7 separate regions of the Mus musculus genome follow, and regions 2, 3, 4, 5, 6 and 7 are each linked to region 1. The links are chromatin contacts, called in public promoter capture Hi-C and targeted proximity ligation maps. All regions are on one chromosome and are shown on one strand. The core of a region is the stretch at or near the end of the contact, and the rest is flanking DNA. Distances in the headings are between cores, read along the strand shown. Region 1 holds the start of Kcnk4 (potassium channel, subfamily K, member 4). Region 2 overlaps Nrxn2 (neurexin II). Region 3 overlaps Nrxn2 (neurexin II). Region 4 overlaps Nrxn2 (neurexin II). Region 5 holds the start of Slc22a12 (solute carrier family 22 (organic anion/cation transporter), member 12). Region 6 overlaps Gm32245 (a long non-coding RNA gene). Region 7 has its middle 58 kb from the start of Gm32245.

Region 1 (3,447 bases), core at 430-2,929:
CAGGCTCGGTGGCAAGCAGCCCTACAAAGCACTGCACCATCTCACTGACCTGAGGCCTGGCTTCTGTCACCACCTCTACTGTGGTCTTCAAGTGTCAAGTTTATGGAAGATCTATAAAGGGTGTGCTTGTGTGGCACAGCCTCCATCTCCTTACCTGGGTATGGGTTAACCCTGATCCCCTGGCTACTTGCATGCTGAGTCAGCTCTTGGTACACAAATCCTACTGCTCCCAAAGGTTTAGTCACTGCCCTGAGTTCCGGACATCCTTGCAGATCTGCCCTGTGGCTCAGGATTGATTATTAGAGCCTGTGACTCCTGTCTATAAACCTGGTGATTCTAGCTCCTTTGAGATCTCAGCCTAGCAGTAAGTCTGCCTTGAAATTCTTTCTTTGGGACTCTCCTGGAGCCAGGTCTACAAGGTCTCCAGAGAGAACAGCAGAGGCTCAGACTTCAGCAGTAAGCTGGACAATCACTTTCGGATGGAAGCAGAATTGCTAACATTTTTAGGGCACTTAATTCTGTGTGCTAGGCTTTAAGCATTTATAAACGCTGACCTCAGCTGGGCAGTGGTGGTTCATGCCCTTAATTCAGCATTTGAGGGGCAGAGAAAGGTGGGTCTCTGTGAATTTGAGGTCAGCCTGAACTAGAGAGCAAGTTTCAGGACAGCTAAGGCTCCAAAAACAAACAAATAACAACGAAAAAAAGAGAAAGAACCAAAGTAAAAACCACTGACTTTGTATGTGTGCACAGGCATTGGTGGTTTGCCTACATGTATGTCTGTGTGAGGGTGTCCCAGACAGTAGTGGGTGCTGGGAACTGAACTCTGGTCTTCTGGAAGAAGAGCCAGTGCTCTTAAAGACGGAGCCATCTCTCCAGCCCCCAAATACTGACTTCCTAAATACTCAAAATCAGCACCCAGAGTTAAGTAATCACCCTTTTACTGTAAGTGGGAACTAGGGAGTTTGGTAACTCACCCTGACCCCCTATCATCTGGGTGGTCACTTAAACATACTGACAATTACCACAAAACCCAGTAATGGTAGGGCACACCTTTAATCCCAGCACTCTGGAGGCAAAGCAGGTGGATCTCTGAATTTGAGACCATCCTAGTCTACAAGACAGCCAGGAGTACACAGAGAAACCCTGTCTCAAAACAAAGCAAAACATCCCAACAACAAAAGTACTGACCACAATAGCATGGGATCTCTGAACGCTACAGGAGAGATTTTGTGGAAATCAGTAAAGAAATGTCTCGAGAAACCAAAAAAAAAAAAAAAAAAAAAAGGATATAAAGAAGAAGAAAGAAGGATAAAGACAGAAGAGGACCCGGCTTTAGCTGTTCAGAAAATGCTAGCACTCTTTCTGCTGGAATTGTCAGGCAGCAGATGGTTGGGGGGGGGGGGTGACCCCAGGGCCTGGAGGATCAGAGATGGGAATGCAGCCTGAGCAAGAGGTGCTCTATCAGTGACTTCCTAGAACTAGGACCCAACCCATTCAGCTGGTTAAATCCAGGTGGCCTCAAAGAGAGCTCCCCGTCTTCCACCCCCACATACCCTCTTCTCCCTGGGGGCCTCTCCCTCACAAGTGCTGAGCCCAAGGCCCAGACTATCCTCATGGGCGGAGAAACGAAGGCTCTTCCCAGTCCAGTAATAGACCTAGAAGATTCCAGGAGATGAGTGTGGCGGCTGTCCTGAGCCCCGGGCCAGCTGATGTCCAGGTTAGGGCAGCGTTGGGGCCCCAATCCCAGCCTGGAAGGTTGGACTTCACGTCGACCCTTCTCTGAGTCTTCTGCCACTCACTGGCCTGGACAAGACAGCATTGGGGAGCCCAGAGGCTGCAGGTGCAGGTAAGGGCTGGGTTCAAGGCGGTTGGTGGCGAGAGCCGGTGGCGAGGGTGCGGCACGTAGGGAGACGCAGCTCTGGTAGGGTTAAGCTCCCAAGGAGGGGGCTTTTGAGGGCGGGAGGAGGGGGGTCCTAGTCAGACGGCCGCCGGCGGCTCGGTCTCTGGGCTGCCGCCGGCACCTCCTTGGCTCAGCCCGCACACCCTCGAGGCGGCGCGGGAGACCTGGCCGCAGCCAAAGCCGCAGCCACAGAGTGGGCAGACAGTAAGTGCGGAGCAGGCGCGGGAATGTGGGCTGGATCTCAGGCCCTGGGAGCTGGGAGAAACCGGCAGGGCGGGACACTTCCCGCGCGTGGATGCCTTCCTCGAGTGGTGTGACCGTGCGTCCCGTCGCCGGTCACGCTCGGAGGCGTCGGCGTAAGGACGCGGGGGAGGTGGTGGGAGCAAGCGGCTGGCGTGCGGTGTCACACGGGTTCCGTGTGTGTATCTGTGTGTGTGTGTACGCGAGCGCGCGCATTCGTGCGCGTGGACCTCTAGGGTAGCTCGGCCCTGCGGGCACGCCCATGGTGGTTAGTTGTGCCAGGGTCTGCCGGAGCGTGGTGCAGTGCTATGCCTGCAGCCTGGGCAGCGCGCGGCTAGAGCTGCAGAATGGAATGTGGCTCAAAGATCTTTGTGGCACATGTAGCAGACTGTGTATATGTATGTGTGTGTGTGCCTGCCATCTCCCGCTGCCCCCTAAGTGACAGCTGTCCCGTGGGCTGCTGTATCCGTGCTGCCCTTCCCACCCTGTGCCTTGCTTCTTCTGGGAACTTTGTGCCCACTTTTCCTTTCCCTGGCTCTGGGCCTTGCCTATACCCTGCAGCCAGATCCGCCTTGGGGTTCCTCGAAAGCCCAGCGGGCGGGTGGGGACCCTGGAAGATCCCCGCCCGGTTGATCCCTGCTAGGCTGGAAGGCAGGAGGGGACAGATGCATCTGAGGAGGCTGCCACAGCCGCACTGAGAGAGCCAAGTATGGACCTGCTATTCCTGTCTCCAGTTCTGCAGGCTCCAGCCTCTTCCTATTTCCCCTGGAACTCCCTAGTCTTCCTTTGGTCTTCTCCAAGGCAGGCACCCTAATGCCTCACAAGTCCCCCATTTTCTCACTCACCCTGCCTGGCTTAGTGTTTTCTTCTTTATCCCACTCTCCTGATGGCTAGGCTCCGGAGGTAAGAGGGAGGCTGGAGGTGGGGGCCTAGGTGTTAGTACCTGGAACCAGAGGCTGTGTGGGGGTTACATCTATGGATAATAAAGCTAGGGGCTCAAAAACTTTGGGGAGTCTAATCTAGAGAAGGAGGGTGTGGATGTATGGATCTCTTCGTGACCCCATAATCCTTGGTTTGGCCTGCAGTGACCACTGCTCCCCAGGAGCTCCCTGCTCCTTCTTCCCAGGCAGGAAGTGGAGCTGGACCTGCCTCTGGAAGGACCATGCGCAGCACCACACTCCTGGCTCTGCTGGCACTGGTGCTGCTTTACTTGGTATCTGGGGCTCTAGTGTTCCAGGCTCTGGAGCAGCCTCACGAGCAGCAGGCTCAGAAGAAAATGGATCATGGCCGAGACCAGTTTCTGAGGG
Region 2 (3,447 bases), core at 391-2,890, 490 kb after region 1:
GCGGCCTTTCCCTTTTCCTTTTTCCTTTTTTCTTTTTTTCTTTTCTTTTTTTTTTTTCTTCCAGGAGGTGGAGAAAAAAAAAAAAAACGGTCAACGAGAAAAAAACAATTCGGATGGAGGAGAAAATAAAACACAACACAAAAATCAGAGCCACCTGGAGAGAGAGAGAGTGTCCCGTTAGAGTGGGATTGAGTGGGCAAGGGGACGCCAGCCATCACATGCACACACACACACACACACACACACACATGCACACACACACACATGTACACACACATGCATACACATGTGCACGCGCACACACACCAGGGGTCTGCATAACCTTGCGGGAAAGTGGGTAGTATAGAAACCTGGGCCTTAAAGGAAACCTCCAGACTGGGACTTAGAAAAGCCTCCTCTACAGCCCTAACTCTTCCAGCTGCCCATTCCAGCCACGCATGGAGAGAGCAGGTTCCAAAAGAAAACCTGCTTGTTTCTGAGAACTAGGGAAGCTGGAAGAAGGCATCTGCACCTATGGAAACCCTGGATCAAAAGATGCTGTGATTCTTTCAGAATCTGGGAATCTAGAAACTGTGCCTTCGGACAGCCAAGACCCCTGGGCAAGAGGCCAAGCACTCTGAAAGATCCAAACCCTTCCTGCCTAAATGACGCTACGGGTCCCCTTTCCCTGGCCAGGCCCTTGCTGAGGACAATTTAGCCCAGTGAGCAAGCCCTGGCAACCCTAACCTTCTTCAACCTGAGTCATTCCAGAATGAGCCACACCAGGCCTCCAGGCCCCAGAGAGACTGACAGCACCAGACCAGCGACAGAACTGATTCTCCTGGATCCCTGAGATGACCAACTAGCCCTACCCAACCCCTGCTCCCTGCCCAACCCCAGCCCTACCTCCCTGCTGTGGAGTCTGGCAAAGAGGGCTGGGGAGGAACAGTCTGCTGTCAGTAAATCATCCCAGCTCCTGTGGCATGAGATGCTAGACCTTGAGCCGGAAACTGAAGCCAGTGTGGAGATCAAAGAGCTGCAAGTATCTCTGGGGCACAGAGAGGACCAGGGTAGCCAGTGCCCAGGAGCCGAGGAGGCTGGGAAGGGCTTGGGCCCTGGGGAAAACAGAGCCATGTGGCTCCCGGCAGCTTCCTCTCCATCTCCATTGGTGTCTTCTTCCTTTATCTCACCTCTAGGTCGGAGGCTAGCTTGAGGGAGGAGGCCACAGTAACTGGGGCAGCATCAGGACAACACAGTTCTCAGGACACAGGATTTATTCAAAGCACTGGGAGGGTCTCCAGCTTTTTGGCTGTCTTTATACTCCTTGCTTCAAATAGTTCCTACCCTGCCACTCACGCTTAGACTACAAAATTCCAGCACCCCACTTCTAAACCTCAGGCCCCAAACCCTCCTCCCACTCTGCCTGTCAGCAGCAGCCTTGCCCTGAGGCCTTACTCTTAGAAATCCAGGCTTCTGTTGCCCTCAGTCCAGTGTTCGAGGGCCCATGGATTCAGTTTTTTGTCCTCTGCCCCCACCAGCACCTACAGCCCCTTAGGCCTGACTCCTGCTGGAGGAAGCCACACAGCTACCCTCAAGACCCTTCCGCTGCCCAGCTCTCTGCCAGCCTCATTAGCATGCGGCACTCTCCCTCTGTCACCAAGGCAACCAGCTGCTCAGCTCCCTCAGGCGTGACAGCACCAGCCATCTTGGTGAGGGGAGACCCGTTCCCTTCCTGTCTACTCCTGGCTCATCCTCAGATGACCGGATGACAGAGGCATCCCTCCCTACAACCTGTCTCCTCTCCCATCCCAATTATAGCTTGCTCTTTGTACCCTGGCCCCAGTACCCCTGGGGTGCTCTCTCCCCCATGACTACCTGTGGCATCCTGCCCCTCCTTCCACTCCTCCTACAGGCTGGCAGTGACGAACGTCAATGCCAAAGGCCCTCCCTTGGGTATTCTGTTTGGCTAATCTGGGTCTCCTCTCCTTGCTCGGAAGAGATTAAGGAAAGAATGGAGGCGCTCAGGGCACTGCATGGCAGGATACCTGGGTTCCTAGAGGAAGCCAACCCTTAGGCCTAGCATCCCAGCATGAAGGGACAGAGAAGGGGAGGCACAGAGAACCTCCAAGAGATCTGAAGAGGGACCTCAGGGAGGTCCAGCTGAGCCTGTGTCCTCACTTGCAGTCTCACCCCTGACTTGCACCCAGATCCCAGGACAACAGCCATGGAAAGAAAAAGATGGCAAAATTAAGAGACACAGACAGACATGCACAAGGACACACAGAAGGACCACATTCCTACCTGTGTACACACACACACCATATACACCCTGCACTATTGCTGATATTCAGGCCCACATCCATACCAGCAGGTTACCAGGACACCTCACACAGAGCTCATTCCCTGGTCTCCAAAGCTGACCTTCCCTTGATCTTCTCATGCCTTTCTCTCCTCTCCCTGCTCCAAGTTCCTTCTCTGCAGCCTCTGCCCTTCCCTCTCAGCCAGGCCTTCCCTGCTAAGCTCCTCTCCTTTCTCTCCTTTCTCTCCTTTCTCTCCTCTCCTCCCCCTCTCTCTCCCTCTCCCTCCCTCCCTCTCCCTCTCTCCCCCCTCTCTCCCCCCAGCTCTTTTTAATCCCACCACTTGCTCCTCTCCCTGTCTCTGTGCCCCCTCCTCCTCCCAAGCCTCTCCTCTCCCTTGTCTTTACTCTCTCCCTCCATCCATCTCTCCCTTTATTCCAGAGGAGACATCTAGAGCAAGTTAAAGTCACTAAATCTTATCTCCAGCCCTCAGAAGGCTGTGTCCACCCAGATGTGCAGGCTCTCTCCTTCTCTCTCCTTCTCTCTCACATGCATACTGGGTAAACAGTGACACACAGAGATGCAAACACACAAAGCTCTGGTGGTTCCTCCAGAGACACATGGACACACGCCACTCCATGGACAAAATAATAAGCTGGTGCCCAGCACGCCCACACAGACAGCCAAGCCAAGAGAAGATGTGCACACACAAACACAGATGCAGACACAGACACTAGGTCACCCGAGGAGACCCGAAGAGAAGAAACAGACGAGGTAAGCTGAGGATACCACAAGGAAAACGGGTTCCACTTATACCCAGACCTGTAGCCCTCACTGCCTGTCCTTCCCAGGACTCACACATCCTTGGAGTCTCTGTGCTCTTCCCAGAAGGGCCAGGCCCAGGGGTCTTAGAGTGCATCCTACCCACTACCTTCCCAGGATAGGGGACTGTGGAACAGGATGGTAACCAGGATATAGCCTTCCCTCATAATCGTTTATCCAGCGTCACTGTGATAACCTGTAAGATCGACCATAATCCAGCCTCCAAGGGTAGGCCACCCTATCTATCCTCAACCTTCCTTAGTCCCCCCAAAGAAGGAGAAGAAACGGAGGGGAAAGCAAAGATAGAGAGAAAGTTTCTAAGGACGACAGAACCCAGAGCAGCTGGGGA
Region 3 (3,447 bases), core at 458-2,957, 430 kb after region 1:
CTGATTAAATGATCAGCTACTAACGACTCTTCTCAAGGCACTTCTTGAGATGGGGAAAGGAGTTCAAGGGAGGACCTAGCCAGGGAGAAAGGGATGCAGATGGAGACTGGGCATGGAAGCCTGCAGCAAGCCAGTAGGGAACACAGTGGAGAACTCTGGTCTAGGGGAAGCAGGGACCCGGGGTCTCTCACCCAGTGGGCCCCTAGTAGTCTGGGCAGTCTGGTGGAAAGAGGGATCCATCAAGGAACTCTAGGTCCCCAGGAGAGGGAGGGGACTTCTGAGTGCTTTGAGAGGCTGGGAAGGGAAGGGGGGCTTCAGTCTGGCATCAGAACTGGTGAGACTAGAGCAAGAGAAGGCACTGGTCCCCTGCTCTTCCCTGAGCTTCTTCCTTGTCTCCTACCCTCCTGACAGAGTAAGAATGGGGAGGGACCTCAGGGGCAGGGCAGACATGGAGAAACCACGTGGATGTCTAAAATTGTCATCTTTTTGCAGCCTGTAGTTTGGAAAGCACCCCAGCAGACGGGGGGGAGAGCAGCTTTGGCCCTGCAGGCTCAGGTGTGCCTTCTACCTTAGACCCTAGAGGTACAGTGAGGAAGGCTGGGCCTTCGGGTCCCAGTGAGAGGTACACAGAGAGCATCACCTCCATACTCACTGCAGGCTACCTGACTGCCTAGTAAGGGCTGGGCCTGGAGAGCAGAGCCAAGTGGCTATGCCTCAGCCAGTACAGTCTCTCAGCTCCCAACACTGCAGCACTCCAGAAAATCGGCTGTTTCCATGACAACCATAATACCCAGGGTCCTCCCTCTCCCTTTCACTCACAAGCTGCACGTTGAATTTGGGAGATTGGGTTTGGGGAGCAGAGATGTTGACCTTCCTCTACACACTCCCTGACCCCCGGGTTCCAGGGCCTCCCCGGGAGAGGGCTATTTCATCAGGCTGTTTGGTCCTTTAACACCAGGGAAGGAAACTCCATCTACATGGAGTCTGGTCCCAAATCTGCCAGGTCTAAAAAGGAGGCCCTTCCTGCCGGCTTTCCTGCTGGAAGCCATCAGCACGCTCATCACCATGGACAGCGCCATTCCTGCTTCTATAGCACCGGAACAGCAGCAAGCCAGGTGCCGGGTTAGACAGGAAAGCCGGAGAGATCTGAGATGTGTGCCAACAACCCAAGTCCCAGCCCTTACAAGGAGACCCAGCTCCAAGTGACGCACACCTAGACCCCACACCCACGCGCGGGTCGCGAGGCACCCAACTGCACACAAAGCCCCAGACCGGAGAGGCAGACCCCGCCACAGGAGTCGAGGCAGCCAGGGAAACATGGCGGTAAACGCACAAAGACAGGCCTCCGCGGGCGGCCAAGGGCAGGGGCCGGCGAGGTACAAATGGGCGCCCGCGCCCCAGCCCTCCCGCTTCCCAGCCCCGGCCTCCCCCAGGATTTATGATCCAGCTGTTCTCACACTGCAGCCAGTTTACTGTGCTGGGCGGACCTGTTAAAGCCGAAGGGCATTTATTATACTGTGGGGGGGAACCAGGGTGGAGAGACACTTCTTGGGCAGAAGAGGGAAAGGATGAATGGTTTATTGGGCTGGGGCTGCAGTAATTACCCCAGGGAGACATTTCTCTCCCCAGCACCACTGCTCCCGCACGGGCGGGGACAGAGGGCTTGGTTTACGAGGAGGTCGGGTGCTGGAGGCGGAGCTTCTGCCAAGCCCCGCCCCTCCGGCCACGCTCCGGAGGCGCTTCCCACAGCTCTGCCAGGCAAGCAAACTCTCTAGCCCTCCCAGAAGAAGGCATGCCAGCCTTGGTGCCCAGGATAACACTCCACATCTGTAACTTGACAGCATCCAGAAAGGTTTTGAGAAGCAAAGGGGACTAAAGCAGGCTCCAGTGTTGCCCAAGACTGGTATAGACCAATTGTTCTTTTCCACACTGGTAAATTGGGAGCTGACTATGCATAGCATGCTGGCCAGACCCACACCGCTGGAAGCCCATGGCAAGAGTTTCTAATCAGACATAAGATGTCACCTTCTGCACACATTCAACAGTCACCTCAATGCTTCCTAGACCCAGAAATTCACAGAGCCATAAAACACTAGATATGATCATATAGTCAACACATGCATGCACACACACACACATCCCTACATTCTAGAAAGAAAACAACTAACCATCAACAATGTTTCAGGAACCCAGACTCACAGCATTTACTCCATTTAAAAACTGCCCGTGCAGTCATGCCCCGGGGGCTCAAAGCACACATGCGGCTCTGTGTGCCAGTGCCCCAGGAACATCAGAAGCCAGCACAGAAGCTTTCTGGGAGATCTAGAGCGGTCAAGGGATAAGGCCTCTGCATTATCCAGAAAAGCCCGGGTCTTAGGTGCTTTCTGTTATCAACAAATCTTCCCAGGAGAACACCACAGCCAGGGGGTGGGGCTTCTGCACAGGCCCTGACAGCTAAACTCTCTCTTCATCTACATACCTCAGCTCTTAGCTTCATCCTGGCCATACACCATTCAGTCAGGAATCTAAGTTATATACTCATCCACAGAACCAAACTACATGATAGCCCTCTTCTGCTGGAAGCTGCTGAACTGAGTGGGAGTTGGTCTGCCTTCGTGGGCTCTCGGGAGGACTAGAAAAGAGCTCATCAAAGATTCAGAGACCAGTACTGGGATGAAGGGGTCCATGACCAGAAAGACCAGAAAGGTGTCATCTCCTCTGTCCATTTTAGGTCCCAGGTGTGTTGGTCACCCCATACCCTACAGTGACATCAGGTACAGAAATGTCAGGTGGGAAGGGACATTATGTAATGGGAGGGCTTGGGGGATGGGAGGGAGAGTGGGAAAGCTGTGAGCAGGGAAGAAGGCAAGGAGACTCAGTAGAGAAGCAGAGAAGCAGGTGTCCATGCAGAGAGAGAGAGAGAGAGAGAGAGAGAGAGAGAGAGAGAGAGAGAGAGAGAAAGAGAAAGTGCACTGCCCTCACACTAGGGAGCCTTGGAGCAGGAGGAAAGCTGGCTGGCCTCCAGCCCAGGGAGGCGTCCCAGGGGAGGCCAGTTCTCTCATCTCCCCATAGCTGAGGTGAGCAGAGAGGGGTTCAGTCATGAGAAACTGCTTTCTCCTCTTGTAGATTTCCTTAGTCCCCTCCTTCCCCCTGAATCCTTTTCAGCCTCTCCACCACTTCATCAGTGTCCCGAGCTGCCCTCCCCCTCATCCTTACCTCCTTCTACCCTGGGAAGACACCCCACACACACAGGCAATGCTCATGCCAACATGTTATAGTTGTTGGCCCCATTCTCTTGACCGTGTCTCGGAGCATCAGGGGCGGTGACAAGACCTTTCTGGGAGATCTAACACTGTAGAGAAATAAAGCACCCTGCACAGTCCAGGAAAGCCTGGATTCCTGTTCCCTCTGCCTGACTCCTGCCCCTGCCAGCTCCTGGGCTCTCCT
Region 4 (3,447 bases), core at 350-2,849, 410 kb after region 1:
GATCCCAGCCTCCCATCTTCCTCCACCTCTGTCTTCCCCTCACATGGGGGCTCTTTTTTTTACAGAAGAATTACACAATGCACAGTGATCTCTGAGAGCCCTGACCCAGGGGCAGCCTGAAATGGCTCAAGATACCAGAGAGCACACTGTAGGACAACCTCATGCTTCTAGATAGAGTCTTGGCTGGGACCCTCAATCCTCCCAGGATGGCCCTGGGACAGCCTGGGGTGTGTGTGTGTGTGTGTGTGTGTGTGTGTGTGTGTATGTGTGTGTGTAATATATATCTGTGTTGTGTGCTCAGAAATCTATCAGCATGGAGTTTGTGTCCCAGAATGAGAAGTGAGGCTGCACCCTTCCCCATGGCATAGTCCCAGCCCAGAGATCTCACAGGTCATTCCTTGCAGCCACTCAGAGTAAACCTTGCTGGAGGCTGTGTCAGCCTGTAGGTATTCCCAGACACTGCCTACAGCTTTGATGGATTAGGCAGTGTCAAGAGGTGCTGTGGGCAGACTCTAGCTCTCCCAAAGTCATAGTTGGGCTGCAGGATAAAGAGATGGAACGGTGGCTCCCAGCAGAGGAGCCTCCTGCAGAGGAGAGCATCTGTTCCCAGGGGCACAGGCCCTGAGCTGTGGACAGTGAGGTCTTTCCTACCTAGCAGCTGGTACCTCCCGTGAATGCTCTTTGGCCCAGGACCACAGAACAATCCCACTCAGCTCTCAACTACTGGGGAAGAAAGGGATGAAGGCAAGGGCCATCAGCCTCTGGCTATGGGGGCTTCCACTGCTGGTCTGTGACCAGGACCCCAAGGCTCCACCTATCTCCCTTCACTCTCTCTGTGGTAGCCCACTCTCAGCTTCAGTGTCTCCTATGGAGCTGCTAGGCCCTCCAGACCCCTGACCTCAGGTCGGGTTCACAGCCCCTCTCCATCCCTGCATGAACTTGCCCTGGCCTTGATGAAACCCACAGCTCAGGTGCCACCATGGCATGGTAATATAAGAAGCCTGTGGGAAGCCAAGCAAGAGATGTGGGCAGCCCCTCTGCTCCTATGTCATCCAGGCTGCAGCCAAGGCCTGTGTTCCCCTACTGGGAGCTCCCACCAGCCACATCCAGTCCTTTTACTGGTCCTGCTGTCAACCCCCAGTGACCACCTCCTTCTGTTCCTGTCAGCCACTGACAACCTGCTCAATGAGCAGCAACCACTAGGCCGCCCCAACCACTCTCATGCTCTCAGCCAGGCCTGCAAAGCTCACCCCCAACCTGCCCCAGTTGCTCTCTGTAGCTGGAGCCAAGGCTCCAGCTAGCATCATTAAGCAGAGTTCCTGTGTTGCCACCACTCAGGGGGCCCTTTCCACAGCTTCTGCAGCAGCTCTCAAGCTAGGCTCTCTCCTAGGGGACTGCACGTCTGGCCTAAGGGGCACCTCCACCTAGTGCACTGCCAGATATAGAGGTCTCATGTAGCAACTGCCCTGCTTGACCTGGAATCCTGGGGACCCCTTCAAGAATACCAGATGAGTCACTGAAGCTGAGTAGGAGTCCAAGGGAGTGCCAACAGAGACCTCTATGAGTGGCCAAGAGAGCGCCAGGCTTCAGGGCTGATGGGAGTTGTAGTTCTGGACCTGTGGCCTGATGGGAATTGTAGTTCCCCACCTCCCATTTCAGGACTCATGGGAGCTGCAGTTCTATAGCCGCATCTCCCTCTTTCCTCCCAGTTCCTCTTGGCTCTCCTCCCCTAGGAGCCCAAGCTAAAGACTTCACTATCTCCAAGGATGGGACACCAAAAGGTGCCTTGTCAGAGGGCATGTGAGGGACCTGGGGGTCTTCTAAATTACAAAGGGACTGCAGGAGAGAGTAAAGCCTGCAGGACACCCTGGGTTGGGGCCAGGTGGCAGAGAGTCGCCCCCCTCCCCAGCAGTCGGTTGCAGGGGCCCGGGGCAGGGGAGGGGGGAAAGGCACTCACCAGTACTAGGCTCACACTCCTCTAGGTCCTCATCATCACTTGGACACTCAGCCGAGGCCACCAGGAGGTCATCTGTGTTCTGGGGAGTGTGGGAGGATGGTAAGAGGAGTAAGGAAAGAGAGGGTTCCGGTGGGTGAACAGATTCCACAGCTGCTTCCCAAGGTATGTATGGAGCAGCACAGAAGACAGGGCCGAGGCCAAGCCCAACCCTCTCATCATTTTTGGGTGATTTGGCCTCTCAATTTCCCTTGATAAAGGATAATAAACAGAGCCAGCCCTGTGGCTCCCAAAGATCAGACAAGTGCTGAGCCCCTTACACGAGGGAGCCAGGAGATGGGATGCCAACCCTGGGCTTCGGAGGTGTTTCCCAGAGGTCCAGAGTGCCTGAGGCAGGGGCCAGGGGTATGGAGGAGGCTCAGACAGAGAGAGTGGACAGGATATGGAGGGTTTCCCATCTCCAGCTTCCCCACCTCATCACTTCTCAATCTTTCCCAACCCCCTTCCACAGAGAGAACCAGGCTCCGCACAATAATTAGGACTATGGTTGCCATGACAACAGGAGTCGACTTTGTCAGCATTTTCTCTACTGATTGCAAAGAAAGAGGATCCCTGAGATGAGTGAGCCTGAGGGGGAGGGGAAGTTCAGCAGGGTTAGGAAAGAGAGCCAAGGAGGGAGACCCAAAGCCCAAGGAGTAAGGGAGCGGGGAGACAACAGGCGAGGAGAGAGCCAGTGTGGAAGAGGCCAAGAAGCCATGGGGAGGAGGTTCCAACCCGCAGCTCCCTAAGTTCCTCTTCAACCCAACAGCCCTTGCCCAGGGCCAAAGTCATGGACTCCTCTTCCCTTCCACAGCCTTGACCCTCTCTCTCTTCCACCAAGCCCAGGATCTCTCAGGGGCCATCCACTCTCTTTACCAAGTGGCTGGCCTGCCTACCCTCTTCTACTAAGATTAGATGGGATTTGGAGGGCATAGGTAGTCAGCCTAGGCGAGCCTAGGCCTTACTCTTAGGGCTCCCCACTCCCTAGAGGAAAGCCCCTGGGCACCCAGACCACTCAGATTTCTGGGCACTGAGGATAGATAGAAAGGCTTATATCTTGTCTCTCTCTCCCTGCCAGCCCCCGGATCCTTGCAGGACAGAAAGAAGAGCCTGGAATACAGCAAGCCCGGCCCTGAGAAAGCTGAAGGCAGACTGATGCAGAGGAAACACATGGCGCCATGGACACCCCAAGATTCCTCTGGGCCTGCAGGCTCAATAGCCAAGGCAGTGACGTTGGGGATGGGGAGCAGACGCACTGTGGGGCAGAGGTGGCCTAGCTAGGTCACTGTGGCAGGTATAAGCTCTCCATAACCAGTACTCAGCACAGACATTGATGACAATTAGGGAACCCAGCTACCGGCCAGTCCCATATTCAGGTTTGACCACCGAGGATGCCAGGCCTGCCCGCTCCTCGGAGCTCTGTTTCCCGTGTGTGGCCCTCACTCGACTCTCAC
Region 5 (3,447 bases), core at 354-2,853, 390 kb after region 1:
TATCTCCCCCAAAGAACTACTTCTACAGAGATCCACAAGCCCATTTCCTATTAACCCTTCTCTTCCTCTACCTCTGGTAGGTGGGCTAGAAGGGAGGTTGGTGTGTTAAAGAACATTAATCAAATTAGGTTTTGAAAAATCTAAGCCTACACTCCAGCGGCTGACACATGAGGCCAGTGCCTTCCAGTGACAGCTGCAGGGGTACACACACAATGGGACTGCAATCCCAGACTCCCCTTGGAGGACAGCCACCCACCCATCAGTAGCAACCTGGGACTTTACACAATTAAGAAAAAAGGTTCTGGACTGGAGACATGGCTCAGAAGCTGATCATGTCCTGCAGCCCTTCCAGAGGACAAGTGTTCAGCTTCCAGCACCCACATCCTATAGCTCACAGCTGCCTGTAACGCCAGCTCCAGCTCCAGGGAGTCAGATGCCCCTCTTCTGGCCTCTGTGGGCACTTGTACTCAAATACACAAGCCACACACACACACACACACACACACACACCAAATACTTTTATTTTAAAAGAACGTCTGTGTCAGGAATCGTACGGACATCTCTATCCCATCATCTGCCACCTGATCACAGCGTTTCCTCTTCTACTCTCAAAACTACCTTGAACCCAAACCAGTCAGTACCTCTGGTGCCCACAGACTCCTCCCGCCTCTACACAGCCCTCATTATCGGTTCTGTCCAGTCACTCCCATGGCTTCCTGGGGACACTTTCCCCTTTGTCAGGCTTTCCCCCTCCCAGGAGCCAGGAATCTTACAAATGGAAGTCGAACTGCTGGAGAGACGCCTCCTGGTCAAGCATTTGCTCTTCTTCTAGAGGGCCAGGGCCCTGGCGTTGAAGGCAGGATTTAGTGTAAGGCTTTGCAGTGTGGCAGTAGGTGAAAGGGGCGGCAGAAGGAGACAGGTCAGGGAGGCGACAGAGCAGAGCAGAGGCAAAGGGGGAAGTCCTCAGAATTAGTCGGCTTAGAGACACTAGAGGCTGAGTTGCCAGCCTGTGAACTGTGACTCCGTTCCAGGCAGAGGGCCATGTAATTACAGGCTAAAGAAGTGGGTCCTAAGACAAGGAGACCTGGGAAAGAGACAGAGGTCTCAATACTTTAGGATATTTGTCTTGAAGAGTACAGGGGCATATGCTAATGTCAAAAGGGCTTAATGAGGCTCAGTACAGGGAATCAATAAGGGAGTGCAGGAACAGTGGCAGCTTCAAAAGGCTAATGAGGCCTAGAGACTGAGTGACACACCATCCTCAAGCAGAGGACGCCATCACTCAAGCTAGGATCAGGCCAGCTCTGAGGTTGGGAGGACCAGGGCTCACCCTCTCTCTCCTGGGTTAGCTCACAGTACAGTCATGATGTCTCCTGGAAGGCAGGCAGGAGCACCGAAGGATGGCGGCCCCAACACACTTAGTGGCAGAGCCCGTGTCCAGATCTTGCCGCATCCTAACAGAAACCAGGGCCATGAAGATGGGGGCGGGGTGGTGGGAGAAACTGCCGCTTTCATCTGCAGTGGTGTTGTCCTGGTTAAACTTTGAAGAAATGATTACTAAACCCTCTTCTATTAAATGGCTCCTAGTCACACTTTAATTCTACCCAGAGTGACTTCTCTCTCCACCCTCCTTGCTTCTCAAATTTGGTTTTTCCTGAGAGCCAGACTCTGCTGTGTCGCTGAGAGGTTCCCATGGCCTCCAGATTACCACAGAGGGTTCCAGGTCTCATGGTGACAGCCAGCAGGCAGATACACAAGAGCCTTGACTGGCTGTGACTCAGCAACATGGCTGTGTGACATGCATATGAAGAGACTGGTGTGGTCAGAGCCAAGGGGAAAGCAGGCTCATCACAAAGACCCCATGGTCCTGGGCCAGCCTCTGTGAAGTGGAAGCTGCGTGGTGGTACCCAGGAGAAACCCATGGCCTTTCCTGAACTCCTGGACCGAGTGGGGGGGCTGGGCAGGTTCCAGCTCTTCCAGACGGTGGCTCTGGTGACCCCCATTTTGTGGGTCACCACCCAGAACATGCTGGAGAACTTCTCAGCCGCAGTTCCCCACCACCGCTGTTGGGTGCCTCTCCTGGACAATAGCACCTCCCAGGCGAGTATCCCTGGGGACCTTGGACCCGATGTTCTTCTGGCCGTCTCCATCCCACCTGGTCCTGACCAGCAACCCCACCAGTGCCTCCGCTTCCGACAACCTCAATGGCAGCTTACAGAGTCCAACGCCACGGCCACCAACTGGAGTGACGCTGCCACTGAGCCATGCGAGGATGGCTGGGTTTACGACCACAGCACCTTCAGGTCCACAATCGTGACCACGGTAACAGCACCTGGGAGGTCAAAGTCACAGTCACAGAAAGGATGCACCTCCCCAAGCCTCCTCACTTGGGAGCAGCCATGTAGGCTTGCAGGGGACTGGGCAGCGGGAGTCATCTGCAAGGTCATAGTTAGTGGTTCATGCCTATGACCCCATCTCTAAAGAGACAGGAGGATTCCTGAGTCTGAGGCCAACCTGGGCCACACAGTGAGGTATGTCCACACAGCCTGGCCTGGGGTACCATTCCTGTTTCTACATCACCCGATGGCTTTACCCATAGTTGAACCTCTGCCATGACTCCAGGCCACCTAGACACAGGATCCTGTCGTCTGTCTCTGGGCTGAGCACAGAGGACCTGAACAAACATTGGCCTCTTATAAGAGATGTTGGCAGGCTGGGGAGATAAATCCGCAAACTGTCTGTTGTTGAAGCATGAAGACTTGAGTTCAGCTCTCCAGCATTTGGGGGGAAAAGCCAGGCTCAGTGGTGGTGGGACTGTAATGCCAGCTCTGGAGAGGCAGAAACAAGGGAGCCCCTGGGGCTCAGCTCTAGCTGGCTAGCCAGCCTAGCCAGTGAGCCCCAGGGTCACTGAAGGACCTCTTCACAAAAACAGTGTAGACAGCTCCAGAGATTGAACTCTGACCCTCACAAGCACTACACCATGGAAAGGCATGCACGCACACACACTCTCTCTCTCGCACACACACACACACGCACACTCACACGCACACGCACGTGCATGTGAAGACGAGGAGCCAGGTGGTGGTGGTGTATGTTTAATCCCAGCACTCAGAAGACAAAGACAGGAGGATCTGAGTTTGAGGCCAGCCTGGTCTACAGAGTGAGTTCTAAGACAGCCAGGCAGGGGAACTCTGTCTTGAGATGAAAAACCAAAAGAGAGGTGAGGGAGGGGAAGCCAGTGGAGAGGGCCAGCTGCCCCAGCAAGCAGGAAGGACCCTGCATGAGGAGCAAGAGGAAGTAAGCCTCCAGCGAAGGGAAGGCTCCTCAGCTACGGGCCAAGGCTCAAGAGGGAGCAGATGAAGCTGGAGGCTCTCCACCTTTGACGCAGTATAGGGCTGACAGGATACTCCTTAAGAAACCAAGCCACTAAGCCTGTGGGCGCCCTCG
Region 6 (3,447 bases), core at 323-2,822, 360 kb after region 1:
TCTTTATCTGCTGTGGCCCTGTGGCCTTCAGTTCCCGAGTGCCTTGGGACTGGCCAGCATCATTCTGCCCATTCCACGCTAAGCAGGCATCCCAGAAGCTTTCCCTCTTTCTCCTGCCCTGGAGCAGGAGGGGCCTGAACCTCACCCTATCACTTTCAGTGGCTGAGTGGACCACAGCCCGCGGGAGGGCTGTTACCATGACAATCATGGGTCGTACTTACAGCACAGGCCAGATGGCCTTGGCTGGCCTGGCCTTTGCCCTGCAGGACAGGTGAGACCTCAGCTGACTATGTCCACCCCCTTCTTGGCCACCTGCCTGCTGTCCTGGTCAGTGCAGAATAAGGCCTCTTTTCATGGGAGACCTGTTGGGGTCTCTTTATCTCACCATCTAGCTGGCCACACCCCACTGGGAACCACAGGAAGGCAGTGACACTCACCATTTGTGAATGTTCCATCCAGAAGCCTGTGATCCCTGCCAAGTGGGGACCTGAAGTGGAAACTTGTCAGTTGCGTCAGATGGTGTTTTGCAGGGGCAGACTCGTGAAGGAATGTTCTTCTGAAGTGGACACAGGTGAAAGGATGTTCTGCTAATAAGGCAAGCATGTGAAAGGACACGTGATGAAGGATTGTTCACTAATGACACCTTACAGTGCATAGTTGAGCTGCATCTGTCAGGACCCCATAGAGAGAAATGTACCAAAAACCTTCTGATGGTGTGCTGAGGCTTCTTGCTTCCAAGGTTCAATTGGCAGAGTGACATCAGCTAAGACAGACTCGTGTTGCTGAGGCAAGATCCATGGAAGACATGTGATGTTTGGAGGGAGTATAAATAGGGCTCAGCAGACTGTGAGAGGGCTTGCTTGTAGAGGTAGCTGTACGACGCTTCTTGGTCTTGTGTCTTCGCTGATCTTCACTTCACTGAGAGACACAGCCAAGAACTTTTCCTGGAGTCCTGTTGGTACCTCCTGCTGACTCGAGCTGAGGCTGAGGCCTGGCTGTCTCTGCTAGGTCATGTCACCGCTGCTGATTCATGTTTGCTATCCTGAACTCTATTGAATTGGACTGCTGGTGTACCTGTGAAGTGTTCATGAGTGGATCAAGCTGCTGCCGCCTGCTAACCTGTAAACTGAACTGCCAATTTCCAGACAACACAGGAGTTGCTCCAGAGAATCTTTCTAAGCAGGTCCACTCCCCCTGTATCCTTTCTTTCCTACTACCTCTGGTGGGTGGTGGGAGGTCAAAGTGTTTAAGAACCGTCATTAGAAGTAGGCTTTGAAAAAATTAAAGTTACAGGGACCACACAGCATTGACTTGAGAGGGGGCATTACCAACACTTAAAACCAGGAGTTAAAAACAGAAACAAGCAATACTTTCATCTTTTATCGGAAAATGAGAAGGTTCTGGGTCCTACCACCTTCTCCATCACATCATCTCTACCATCCCCCCACCATCATCACCATGTTCCCCCTTATAATTCCCAACCTTCCCATCATCCCCACCATCACCACCACCGTTGCCATGCCCACCATTCCCACCATCAGCACCATCACTAGTATCCTCACTATCACTGCCCATCACAATATCTCTGTTACCACCTGTCTCGCCTCGGATCACAGCCAGTGTGTCTCCCACGTGCCTCATAGAACCCTTGATGTCTCCAGGGAAATGAGTCTGTTACTTGAGGCTAGCTATTTTAAGAAAACATGTGGCAGATATTCTGCAGAGGACAGAAGACACAGAACTCTGTGAAGACACCAGGAGAGCTATCAGAAACAGGCCAGCTAGCAGGGCCCAAGGTGAAGAGGACCAAACAAGCCCTTGGAGAACAGTAAGGGGCCAGCCTAGCCAGGGTGGGCATGCCATGGTGCCAGCCATCAGGGTGGAGAAGGAAGGTTAGGGCTTTGTGTAGCAAGCGACTCGTGGCTGCTCCTCATCCAGTTGGGAAGCCAGGCCTTGCTCTACCCATGAGGTGACAAGTGCTGACTGTCTCCTTACAAGCCATTTCACAGATGGGAAAAGTAAGTCCCAGGGGCGCGAGTAGTTGCTGGAGGGAAACTGAGCTTGAACTTTGGCCAAACAGCTTCCTGTTCCCCTTCCATCACCCACCATGCCCTGCACAGAGAGGCCCTGCCTTAGAGAAGCTTTGGCGATTAGCACATGCCCCTGTAAGCACGCTGAGTTGGCAGTGACATCCAACGGAACCTCTGAAGAATGAAGCTCCGGCTTGCCTGGAACCTGGTCTTCATTAACACCAAAGCTGGGGCTGGGAGGGTGGCGCAGTGGGTAGAGCTCCTGTCTATCATGCAGAAAACCCTGGGTTCAATCCCCAGCACCACAGAAAACAGGATACAGTAGGCTAGCCTGGGCTACATGAGCTCATCTCAGAAACCAAAAGCCGAAAAAGCCCCAAGATCTAAGAAGGAAAATCATTTGTTTTGCACTATAGTTAACCACCTATAGGTTATAATCACAAATAATACATCTCTGAACAAAAAGAATGAGATCAAATACTTTTTTTGCAATCTTTCATTTTTAGGGTTTTTCCCCCTCCCTCTTCTTGATAAATTAGAAGGAAGCCAACATCCAGAGCCCACCCCCACCCCCACCACCAACCTCTTCAAGGCTTCCTGGCTCTCCCAGGGACCACAGAGTATCTTTTGTTATTCAAATCAGAAGCTTTGAAGTTCTAACCCTGCCATTACCCACAACTCTCTGTTGTTCTCTCCGAAGGTTCCAGATCCTTTCCAGTCCTCCTCAGTCAGTGTTCACACACGTCTGAAACACGGGAGGATGTCACACGGGGCTTTGCCTCTGCAGCCCTGGCCCGGGCTGGGTCTACCTGGCAAAGCCATCAGTGCCTTTTTGATGGGGGTAGGGACTGACTTTTAGAATGGTGTGGAATAACTTTCTCTTGTGGTCAATGTTAAATCCAAGCACCGTGGAGTTGGGGGATGTGGCCACACTGTCCTTGATAGGGACTGAGTCAGGGAGCCTGGGAGGTCCTCCAGGCCCCTGTGGGTCTGCCCTGGGATGCTGTCCCCAGCTGGGAGACATGCTTTCAGAAGCAGAGGCATAAAACCTTTTGAGGTCCCTCTGCTGTGGACAAGCCTGACTGTGGGAGGGGTGTCCTGCATTCAGTACGCCGCCTTATGTCACTAGCTAAGTCTGACAGGCAGGACACTGAGCTGGCAGTGGCCTCCAGGCAGCCAGTGTGAGATGCTGCATGCTGCAGCATACACCTAACTGTGACTCTGCCCGAAGCTCCTCCTTAATGTTGTTCTGCTATGGCCTGGCCCTAGACCCACGAAGCTCAGGCAGGGACATCTTCCTCTTGCAGAGCCTCTTTGGTGCAGTGGACTTACAAGGCCAAGCCACAACCACCCCATTGCCCAGGTGCTGGGCCACCGCATGACCCTGGTGGACTCCACTTGGGCTACGGCCATAGTA
Region 7 (3,447 bases), core at 399-2,898, 310 kb after region 1:
GGTCTTTATTCCAAGAGGTTGTTATATGCCAGCCTTTAGGGAGAGACAGCCCCTATACATGAATTTTAAAAGCTGGATTTAATTAATTGCTTGCTTTAATAGATTTGGCCACGATTTGGGTGGGTGGTCTTTCTCCTCACATCTGTGGGATTAACAGTGAGAGTTAACATTGATTGACAGGACACTAGATCACCTAGGAGATGCGACTCGGGGTAAGGCTGTGAGGAATTTTCTAGATTAAGTTAATGGAGTGGGAGAATTCACCCTAACTGTGGGCAGGACCATTACACAGGCTGGACCCCAAACTACAAGAAAGAGAGTCAGCCAAGCACCAGCATTTGTCTCTCTCTGCTCCTGACTGCAGATGTGATGGGACAGGCTGCCTCGCTTTCTCTGCTATGGTGAACTAGAGTCAATACCCTTCCTCCCCTCAGCCCTTCCTCCCCTCATCCATTCTTCCCTTCCTCCCTTCCCCTTCCCCTTCCCCTTTCCTCCTCTCAGCCCTTCCTCCCCTCACCCCTTTCTCCTCTCCCCTCCCCTCAGCCCTTCCTCCCCTCACCCCTTTCTCCTCTCCCCTCCCCTCAGCCCTTCCTCCCCTCAGCCCTTCCTCCTCTCCCCTCCCCTCAGCCTTTCCTCCCCTCAGCCCTTCCTCCTCTCCCCTCCCCTCAGCCCTTCCTCCCCTCAGCCCTTCCTCCTCTCCCCTCCCCTCAGCCCTTCCTCCCCTCACCCCTTTCTCCTCTCCCCTCCCCTCAGCCCTTCCTCCCCTCACCCCTTTCTCCTCTCCCCTCCCCTCAGCCCTTCCTCCCCTCAGCCCTTCCTCCTCTCCCCTCCCCTCAGCCTTTCCTCCCCTCAGCCCTTCCTCCTCTCCCCTCCCCTCAGCCCTTCCTCCCCTCACCCCTTCCTCCTCTCCCCTCCCCTCAGCCTTTCCTCCCCTCAGCCCTTCCTCCTCTCCCCTCCCCTCAGCCCTTCCTCCCCTCACCCCTTCCTCCTCTCCCCTCCCCTCAGCCCTTCCTCCTCTTGCCCACTCCTGTCAGACATTGGTTCACAGCAATGAGAAGGCTAACACAGGCTATACATACTTCGTCTCTACTCTTGTTCTGCCCACATTCCTCTGGCTCCCAGAGTTCCCCAGGCTCCATCCTGCCCTAGGACCTTGGACCCTCTCTTGGGAACATTCCACCTCTTGTCCCCAGTCGCCTCAGGCATCACTTCCTGTGGGTGACTCCAACCTCCCTGACACATTGAAGCTTGTATCTCATCTGCCTTGTGCTTCTCCTGGAGACAGTGGCCAGAGGTCTCCATCAACATATGTGATTATGCGGGGTTTGTCCCCAGGCCCCAACTTTGTTGCTTTGGGGTCTGGTAGAGAATGGAGCTCCATGTGGCATCTGACCCTGTCTTCCTATCAGAGCATACATTCCCACCCTTGGTCTAGCCTGGCCTCAGCCTCTCCACCCTCAGGAGACCCAGCTGCTCCAGTGCTCCCACACCCACTCCCTCCCTCCTTCTCTGTCTCTGGTGCCCCCCCCACCCCCCTCAGCGCAGAAATCATGTGACCCAGAGCCGACTGCCAGCCTCTATCCCTCTGTCTTTCCACACATGGGGTGGGAGTGGGGGGGACGACGACAGCTGAGGTCAGTCCCCTCAGAGCAAGTGTGTGTGTACATGCATCTGTCTGTCTATCTGTCTGCCAGTCTGATTGACTTTGCCAGAGTAGGAAGGAACAGCATTTATTATCTGGGTCTGAACTTCTCAGAGTAAAGAACAAATATAAAAACCTCTGCCTGGCTCTTCTGGGTCACCCCGACCTGAAGACTCCTGCAAGCCTTTGGGTCATTTTCTGTTTGTGGATTGTTCTTTTTTATCAGGGTTTTATCTAATATATTCTGAAATTTTAATAATTCTAGAACTATTCCAGGTAATGTAAAAGAGTCAACTTAACACAGCCATTACTCACCATTACTCACCCAGTAAAGTCGATGCCTTTTGACATTCAGGTTTGTGTTTGAGACAGAAATGACAGGACATGGAATGGACAGGTGAGCCATTTACATGAACAGGTAAATCTCAGCATTAGCTCACCCGCAAGACTGTGCAGCCATCGCCACCACCCAGGAACTCCATCTTCCCAGAGGAACTGTTCCAGTGAAACAGCACCGCTGCCCTTCTCTCTAGTCCCTAGAAAATGCCTTTCTTCCCTCCCTCCCTCCCTCCCTCCCTCCCTCCCTCCCTCCCTCCCTCCCTCCCTCCCTCTCTCCTTCCCTTTCTCTCTGCCCTTTCTTCTCCCCTCTCTCCTTCCCTCCCTCCCTTTCTCCCTCCCTTTCCCTCTGCCCTTTCATTTCTCTTCAGCAATTATTTCGTTATTCTCTGACAACTTTATACATCTGTAATGCACTTTGCTGCACTCCCCATTCCCCTCTCGCCTCTCCCACTCCTGCTGAGCCCTTCACACCAAGCTCAGGCATTTTGTTTTGTGGTTCAGTGACTCACTGAACTTAACAGAGGCTGCTGCCATGGGGTGGGCACAGGCATAGGTCACTTAGTAGCCACAGCACTGAAGAAGGTGACTCCTGCCTCCTACTTGTGGTGACAAGCATGAACCATCATTTTCTGTAGGCTCTGGGGTTTGAACTCAGGTCCTTGTGCTCATTTTACCCACTTTAGCACTTTACCTACTGAGCTGACTCCCAGCCCCTTGGCTTCTGCTTTTTAATGAACTGTTTTTCTTTAATTTTTCTATTGTTATTTTATTTTATGTGTATGTGTCTTTTGCATTCATGTATGGTTGTGCATCGTATGCATTCAGTATCCATGGAAGCCAGAAAAAGATTTCAGATCCCTTGGAACCGGAGTTACACTTGTGAGACACCGTTTGATGCTGAGAATTGACCCCGGTTATCTGGAAGAGCAAGTATTTGTAACAGATGGGCCATCTCCCCCAGACTCCTCTCTCCAGGGTCTCTCTGTGCAGCCCAGGCTGGCCTCAAACTCCCAGATCCACGTGCCTCTGCCTCCTGAGGTCTTGGATTAAAGTCATGTGCTACCATGCCTGATAATTAAGAAAATATTTTCAGCATGAGAAAAGTAATAGCAATTATAACCAATCTGACCTCTAAATGTTGCTGTCATAGCACTCATAGAGATGGCACAGCTTGATGTCCTGAGCCTTGTGTGGTTTTTAAGTGTGTGTGTGTGTGTGTGTGTGTGTGTGCTCAAGCACTTGTGTGCGTGCCTGAGTGTGTGCGTAGCGGGAAGCGGGTGCTTTTAGTGGACCCTCCAGCAGTATAAGTAATGACCCTAGACTTCCATTGTGGTTTAAGGGTTAGGCTTTTGCTGGGGCAGTCTCCCAGCTAGTTCATCTCACTTAACCGGACTGTACAGCCTACAACCCGCCGTGTGGTAGCTCTACACCCCTCGACTCTGCTGTGGCCGCTGTTTGTTCCCTTC

What was found. Promoter capture Hi-C pulls out the DNA fragments that hold promoters and counts their contacts.
Region 2: a targeted proximity ligation map of embryonic forebrain shows a contact between it and region 1, with 4 times the contacts expected there. A contact is called at or near these places in 16 of 39 promoter capture datasets (the C10 cell line, the HPC-7 cell line, Sertoli cells and 8 more), 16 of 130 datasets of targeted methods (the NIH/3T3 cell line, astrocytes, embryonic forebrain and 8 more) and 3 of 9 other capture datasets (adipose tissue, liver and macrophages).
Region 3: a contact with region 1 is called in a targeted proximity ligation map of forebrain, with 9 times the contacts expected there. A contact is called at or near these places in 26 of 39 promoter capture datasets (the 3T3-L1 cell line, 3T3-L1-derived adipocytes, the C10 cell line and 14 more), 38 of 484 Hi-C or Micro-C datasets (the AML12 cell line, the CH12 cell line, the G1E-ER4 cell line and 16 more), 34 of 130 datasets of targeted methods (the 230-238 cell line, the NIH/3T3 cell line, SST interneurons and 19 more) and 3 of 9 other capture datasets (adipose tissue, embryonic stem cells and macrophages).
Region 4: a contact with region 1 is called in a targeted proximity ligation map of forebrain, with 5 times the contacts expected there. A contact is called at or near these places in 10 of 39 promoter capture datasets (the 3T3-L1 cell line, the C10 cell line, Sertoli cells and 5 more), 11 of 130 datasets of targeted methods (craniofacial prominence, embryonic forebrain, embryonic hindbrain and 5 more) and 1 of 9 other capture datasets (adipose tissue).
Region 5: a promoter capture Hi-C map of embryonic stem cells shows a contact between it and region 1, with 2.4 times the contacts expected there. A contact is called at or near these places in 11 of 39 promoter capture datasets (the C10 cell line, cranial neural crest, embryonic stem cells and 4 more), 11 of 130 datasets of targeted methods (bone marrow-derived macrophages, craniofacial prominence, embryonic forebrain and 7 more) and 1 of 9 other capture datasets (embryonic stem cells).
Region 6: a promoter capture Hi-C map of pre-B cells shows a contact between it and region 1, with 3 times the contacts expected there. A contact is called at or near these places in 20 of 39 promoter capture datasets (the 3T3-L1 cell line, 3T3-L1-derived adipocytes, the C10 cell line and 12 more) and 8 of 130 datasets of targeted methods (bone marrow-derived macrophages, embryonic stem cells, large pre-B cells and 1 more).
Region 7: a targeted proximity ligation map of pancreatic cancer cells shows a contact between it and region 1. A contact is called at or near these places in 11 of 39 promoter capture datasets (the 3T3-L1 cell line, 3T3-L1-derived adipocytes, the C10 cell line and 6 more), 6 of 130 datasets of targeted methods (bone marrow-derived macrophages, embryonic stem cells, large pre-B cells and 2 more) and 1 of 9 other capture datasets (pancreatic islet).

The regions. Positions count from the first base shown.
Region 1 is chr19:6,932,747-6,936,193 of GRCm38.p6, reverse strand. Kcnk4 (potassium channel, subfamily K, member 4) reads left to right here and starts at 1,679. Exons shown (of 7, transcript NM_008431.3): 1 at 1,679-1,846; 2 at 3,226-3,447. The coding sequence starts at 3,303.
Region 2 is chr19:6,444,409-6,447,855 of GRCm38.p6, reverse strand. All of the region lies in intron 3 of Nrxn2 (neurexin II), which reads right to left. Among named protein-coding and RNA genes, the nearest start is that of Gm14965, 27 kb to the right of the region's middle.
Region 3 is chr19:6,500,416-6,503,862 of GRCm38.p6, reverse strand. The region is part of intron 17 of Nrxn2 (neurexin II); the gene reads right to left. Among named protein-coding and RNA genes, the nearest start is that of Gm52381, 4.9 kb to the right of the region's middle.
Region 4 is chr19:6,517,838-6,521,284 of GRCm38.p6, reverse strand. Nrxn2 (neurexin II) reads right to left here. Exons shown (of 23, transcript NM_001205234.2): 22 at 1,958-2,036. Among named protein-coding and RNA genes, the nearest start is that of Gm52381, 22 kb to the right of the region's middle.
Region 5 is chr19:6,541,226-6,544,672 of GRCm38.p6, reverse strand. It overlaps Slc22a12 (solute carrier family 22 (organic anion/cation transporter), member 12), which reads left to right and starts at 1,603. Exons shown (of 10, transcript NM_009203.3): 1 at 1,603-2,322. The coding sequence starts at 1,921.
Region 6 is chr19:6,568,991-6,572,437 of GRCm38.p6, reverse strand. Gm32245 (a long non-coding RNA gene) reads right to left here. Exons shown (of 3, transcript XR_879496.3): 2 at 438-1,074. Among named protein-coding and RNA genes, the nearest start is that of Gm32245, 3.6 kb to the right of the region's middle.
Region 7 is chr19:6,623,487-6,626,933 of GRCm38.p6, reverse strand. No RefSeq gene overlaps it. Among named protein-coding and RNA genes, the nearest start is that of Gm32245, 58 kb to the right of the region's middle.